2 separate regions of the Sus scrofa genome follow, and region 2 is linked to region 1. Evidence: chromatin contacts called from public promoter capture Hi-C data. All regions are on one chromosome and are shown on one strand. Each heading gives the region's core, a stretch centred on a gene start, on an enhancer-like site or on the middle of the called end of the contact. The rest is flanking DNA. Distances are from core to core; before and after follow the strand shown. Region 1 overlaps OPA1 (dynamin-like 120 kDa protein, mitochondrial). Region 2 overlaps LSG1 (large subunit GTPase 1 homolog).

Region 1 (2,898 bases), core at 127-2,626:
ACTTCTTCTAATCATTCAAGTGTTTAGATTTCTCAAAACAACTGCCTTTTAAAGAAGGTTTCCCATGTTGGCTTACACATGAGTGTACCTATACTTTAATTATCATAGTATCAGTAGTATTTATAAAATGCCAAAGCAGTAAGAAAATATTTCACATTTCTTAACTGTGCTGGTCTATCAGGCAAAGGATTGTTTTTTATTTAGAGCATAAACACCCCTCCCTAACCAACTGCTTATATGTATATACAAATCATATGGTCAATACTCTAATATCTATTATATTATAAGAAAAGCAGCCTCTTTCTAGTGACACCTCACTTTCCTTCCATGTCTGTTACTGAAGCAGTTATGTGAAGATAGTTGAAATTAACTGTTACCTCCTGAAAAAAGTAGGAAGAAAACAAGAATTAGACACAGAAAAAGCTATTTACACCCTAATACACAACTAAAAAAGGTTACCTTTATCCAATTTTAGGCGTCAAATCTCAATCTAAACACTGATGGGCTAGCTTCTAAAGCTAAGGTCATGCGTTGTAAGGAGGGGGAAGAAATGTATGTGCCTAAAGAATGCAAGATAACACTCCTTAAATGAACAAAATAATTTTACTTGATAAATATTTTCCCAAGTTCAGACATTTTTCTCTCAAGAAATAGCACATAATTCTTTTGAAATGATATGTATTGCATTCAAAATGTAATAATTATGATCTATAACAAAAATAGTTATTATAAACAACAGGGATGGTATGTATACTCTCTAAACTGCTCCTGGTTACTGTCAATTTGACACTGCTGCTCTCATGGTCCCGTATTTCACAATGTTCTCAGTTTTTTAAAAAATATAGTATCAGATTAAAAACATCAGTGATAACTCCAGAAACCAAAATAGCAACTGACAGAGTTCCTGTCGTGACTCAGAAGAAACAAATCTGACTAGCATCCACGAGGATACAGGTTTGATCCCTGGCCTCACTCAGTGGGTGTTGCAGTGGTGTAGGTCGCAGAGGCAGCTGGGATCCCATCTTGCTGTGGCTGTGGCGTAGGCCAGCAGCTAAAGCTCCGATTCGACCCCTAACCTGGGAACCTCCACATGCTGTGAGTGTGGCCCTAAAAAAAAAAGACCAAAAAAAAAGGCAACTGAAAGTGCTGCAAATACCTCTAAGTTGATGAGTTTGATAGAAAAGATTTTTTAAAATCTTGAAACTATGACTCGTTCATATCAATACACTTAAAATACTGTTATTTTCAACAATATGCTAAAAACTAATAGCAGAGCAGGGCCCATAGCTTGTTTGTTTTTATACCTAGCACATAGAATAAGGCCTGAGACATTAGATGTGTTACAGCCAGCACCTAAGATAAGGCTTGGCACATGTTTGTTGCTTGAAGTGAGTGACAATCTTTTACCTAACAATGCAAAGTTGATAGCATAAAATCCAAATTGAGCTTCTTAAAAAAATGTTTATTCTGTAAATAAGCTCCCGAAGAGACTGCATAGAAATTAAGGGGAGGAAATTAATTAAATGATGTTAACATACTGTTAATTCATGCAATAATTCAAAGTGTAAGACGGTAATGATCGTTGTCATCTTCATATATATTAACATTTATTTAGTTTTATTATGTGCCAGATCTTGTGCTAAAGGGCTTTACCTAATTCCCACAACAACCTTTTAACAGACGGTTCCCCATTTTACTAAAAAGGAAACCAGAAAGTCAGAGAAGATAAGGAACTTATCTTACGTCACACAGCTCAGAAAGCAGGAAGGGCAGGGTCCAAAAGGTCACAGTGCGCCTGCAAAGTCTGTACCTGATACCACCCTGTTAGCTCTATGGTCTCACTATTTTCAAAGGGCCTTTGACACACCAGGTTCAATGTACACTTAAAAGAGGAAAATGGTGAAACCACAATGCTTTGAAGGGCATATGTAAATTACTCTTTAGAGAAGGCACTGGCAAACTACAATGTTCTGGCTGAGTAGTCCACAGAGACCTTAGGGCCTGCAAACCTAAAATATTTACTATCTGGACCTCTAAGGAAAAGCTTGCCAACTCCTGCTTTACTAGTTTTAACAGTAATTTGGGTCTGGGAAAGAACTTCAGGTAAGTGAAGACTTCTTTCCCTTTCCATTTAAAAAATATTCCTGGGCACTAATCTACTTTTCAAAGTTTAAATAATTCCACTATTTCAATTAGCTAAAGAGAACTATCCTCCTATTTTTCTCCCTCCCAGTAACACGTAATTTTGCTAGAGATATTTACAGCCAACAATATTTATGATTAGACATTAGAAGGAAATAACATCTTTCCACTTGAATTATTTAACTTGCTCCATTTCAGAAATTCCACATCCTGTTTTACTAACTGGACAATTTCTACAAACAATTTTAAAAGATGACCAAATCAGTCTACTACCAATAGTTTTTATCAATATTGCAATTTTTACCAAATACCCTATGTTCTAAATTATCATGTAAAAACAATGTTACATACACTATATATGTATATGTGTGTGTGTGCGCGTGTGTGTGTGTGTGTGTGTGTGTGTATTTTTTTTTTTTAGGGCTGCACCTGCAACATATGGAAGTTCCCAGACTAGGGGTCAGATCAGAGCTGCAGCTGCTGGCCTACACCACAGCCACAGCAACACAGCATCCAAGCCACACCTGTGACCTACACCACAGCTCACGGCAACGCTGGATCCTTTAGCCACTGAGTGAGCCCAGGAATCGAACCTGCATCCTCATGGATAGCATCCTCATGGATACTAGTCTGGTTTTTAATCTGCTGAGTCACAATGGGAACTCCTGTTTAATGTTTTTTAAATGACATAAAAATGCAACATGCTTATTATTAAGGAATAAAATTAAGTGTCTAACCAAGTATAGTTGCTAGTTG
Region 2 (2,898 bases), core at 297-2,796, 1.0 Mb before region 1:
ACTTTATGAGTTAGTTTTATGTTTAAATACTTAATTCCAAGACAATGACAGAAATTGCTAATTCTCTTCCATGGGTCTTCTCCGTATCTTACTTGTGGAGATTACATTCAGGTTTTTTAAAGATATACTGTTCCTAGGTTGGGAAATGGGAGAAACCATGTTTTGATGCATTTCTTCTCTCACCTGCGAGCACTGCCTTCCCAAAGCCTTGCCAACTGCTACATGAACTGTCGACAGTCCTTTGGGGGTTTCTCAGAGTTCACTCCAATTCAGCAGAAGTCATTAGTGAGGGGTAGCATACAGTGGGGCTTAGCAAGGATGCAGAGATGAGGGGAGAATGTTGTCCCAGCTCTGTCTGACCCAAACTTGCTGGGACTGACTTTACCCAGTCCACTTCAGGGCTTTCATCTGCACCAGAAGGAAGTGGGCTTCTCTTGCTATTCAGAGTGGCCTTCCACCAGACCAGCATCATCAGCATCACCTTAAAGAGTAGAGTGCCCGCCCCACCCTAGACCTTATCAATCAGAACCGGCACTAATAAGATCCCAAGGGGGCTTCACATGCACATCAAAGTTTGAGAAGAACTGGCCTCTAAAATTCTTGCTAACAGCCCTCGTTCTCCCCTTTCCCCAGGAATGAATAAAATAATGAGACTTGGGTTTGATGCCTGACCCCGAATATTTTCCCTGGCTTGCCAAGCTTCTTCGTCTCTGAGCATCACAACATTGAGGTAATTTTGATTGATGAGGATGGAACTAAATGCCCAGCACCCACACATCTCTAACCGGACTTTTTATATTCTCATCATAGGGAAACCTAACGATAAAATGAGGAACAAAAGTCAGGTGGCAAAGAGTGGAACCCAGCCACAGTTTTCACTTTATATTAATTTACAGGAAAATTTAAATACAATTCTAGGTTTAACTTTTAAACTTTTTTAAAAAGTTACTTGAAAAAAGCATTTAGGTCAAATCCCTTTGGCTTTCCTTGCAACTTTGACAAGCTCTTTCCATTCTGAACTCCCATCCGGGCAGGGACTCTTCTCTCCAAATCGCGGTTCAGAAAAGCTAAGTAAACAAAAAGCTATTTAGTTGCTGGGCGTGAAGGCGGCGAGGCCACACCTTAGAACACGGACAGAAATCTAGCGCCAGGAAGCAACGCCCCCTAGCGCAGCGGGGGGACCCTTCACCCGGGTCCCCTCCTCCTTTGACGAAACAGCCGGGAGGCGGAGCTAGTACCGCGAATATGAACGGCCGCTTTTTTCCACGTCTCCTAGTTTCACACCGGACACTAAAGACCGACGCACAAACTTGGAAGGTACCATCCTTTTGATTTAATCAACGTATCAAAATATGAGATATTGGTAGGAATATACATAGAAATTTAAGTCCCAAGACCACTTTATATTTTTTTCTGTCATAGTGGTAAATAAGTGGCAATTTGAGACAAATTATTATGTTTCCCTTCAACTTCGGGCCTTAATTACTTGGGCTCGCTCATACATCACTTCCGGAGATCGCGCACCTAAATACCGAAAAAACCAGGCGTGGGTCCGGCAAAGAAGGTTGGCGTCCCGGCTGCGCTCTAATGGGTCGGAGGAGAGCGCCAGATGCTGGGTCCCTCGGCCGGGCCCTTATCCGTCAGCAAGTTCAGCGGAGCCGTAGCCATCGTCACACCGACGCCTGGGTAAGACGGACCCTGCCATCTTTTTTAGTCTTTCTGTCTAGTTATGAGAGTGTGAACCCTGCGAAGCTTGGGGTCAGAGGTCACAGTGTAATTTTCCAGAGGAAACGCCAAAGTACTGTTTTGAAGGATGAGTACTGTCGTCCTCCGGTAACTTCAGGTAAACGCCCCCCTCTGCCCCAGCGGCTACCAAAATGCGCAAATACTCAAGTCCCTTAGAGTCGACCAGGCCGTAGTAGCTAGGCACCAGAGGTGGCGTCTAGTGTGATGAGGTTGGAGTGAGATCTTGAATGCCAGGGTAAGAGTTTGGTTTTTGCCCTGTAAACTTTGGAAGCCTGCACAGAAAAGTCGCAAAAACTGCTTTTTGTATTCATTTGTTCAAAGAATTGACCCTGCAAGAGCTGCTGGTTGGTGCCAGAAGTACAAAATAACTGCTTCGCCCCTTTTATTCCCTAGGGGCTTCACTCATAGATGAACGATCTATCTTCAAAATTTGGCGGGCTTAATAGTTCCCTGGGCCTGGGAACGATCATACTTTGGGGATCCTTGAAAACGGGATGAAGCTTGACTTGTGTTCGTCATCTTGGCATTCATTCTCCCACTTATTTGAGAACTCGCTAAGTTCTCAGTAAGAATCTTTGGGGAGTCAAAAATGCCCCTAATTATCCACGTGCACATCACACTAACTTCCATCTGTAATCTGCAGAGTAAACAGCATACAGAGCTCATCAATATGCTCTGGATTTTAGCATATTTATGAGAGAGTCAGAGTTACTCTGGAGTTTATTTATTTTTGCTTGTTTTATTTTTTTGCTTTTTAGGGCTGCACCTGCAGCATATGGAGGTGCCCAGGCTAGGGGTTCAATCAGAGCTGCAGCTGCCAGGATCCAAGCCCCATCTGTGACCTACAGCACAGCTCATGGCATCGCTGCATCCTTAACCCCCTGAGCAAAGCCAGGGAACGATCCACATCTTCGTGGACACTAGTCAGGTTCATTACCTCTTACCCATGCCGGGAACTCCTCGATTTTAGATTACGGATAATTTTAATTGATTTTGAAGCAACTTGTTAATGTACCATTTAAAAAGTAATGGGAAATTCGATAATGAATTCTCATCCTTAGTTCCGGTTTTTGTTGATTCCTTGGTCTTGGACAAACCGCCTAACCTTCTAACCTTCAGTTTTTTCATTTCTTTGTACCTGTACAGAGCATA

What was found. Promoter capture Hi-C pulls out the DNA fragments that hold promoters and counts their contacts.
Region 2: a promoter capture Hi-C map of fetal liver shows a contact between it and region 1, with 2.6 times the contacts expected there. The contact joins two enhancer-like sites. A contact is called at or near these places in 1 of 5 promoter capture datasets (fetal liver) and 1 of 2 datasets of contacts at active chromatin or transcription factors (alveolar macrophages).

What each region holds. Positions count from the first base shown.
Region 1 is chr13:130,641,254-130,644,151 of Sscrofa11.1, reverse strand. All of the region lies in intron 5 of OPA1 (dynamin-like 120 kDa protein, mitochondrial), which reads right to left. Among named protein-coding and RNA genes, the nearest start is that of OPA1, 18 kb to the right of the region's middle. Within about 2 kb of position 1,376, at least 21 of the 83 cell types and tissues checked have an H3K27ac peak or open chromatin away from gene starts, as enhancers often do. A contact at or near this core is called in alveolar macrophages and fetal liver, where this site is marked.
Region 2 is chr13:131,647,904-131,650,801 of Sscrofa11.1, reverse strand. LSG1 (large subunit GTPase 1 homolog) reads left to right here. Exons shown (of 16, transcript XM_021070074.1): 2 at 634-1,686. The coding sequence starts at 1,588. Among named protein-coding and RNA genes, the nearest start is that of LSG1, 4.6 kb to the left of the region's middle. Within about 2 kb of position 1,546, at least 79 of the 83 cell types and tissues checked have an H3K27ac peak or open chromatin away from gene starts, as enhancers often do. A contact at or near this core is called in alveolar macrophages and fetal liver, where this site is marked.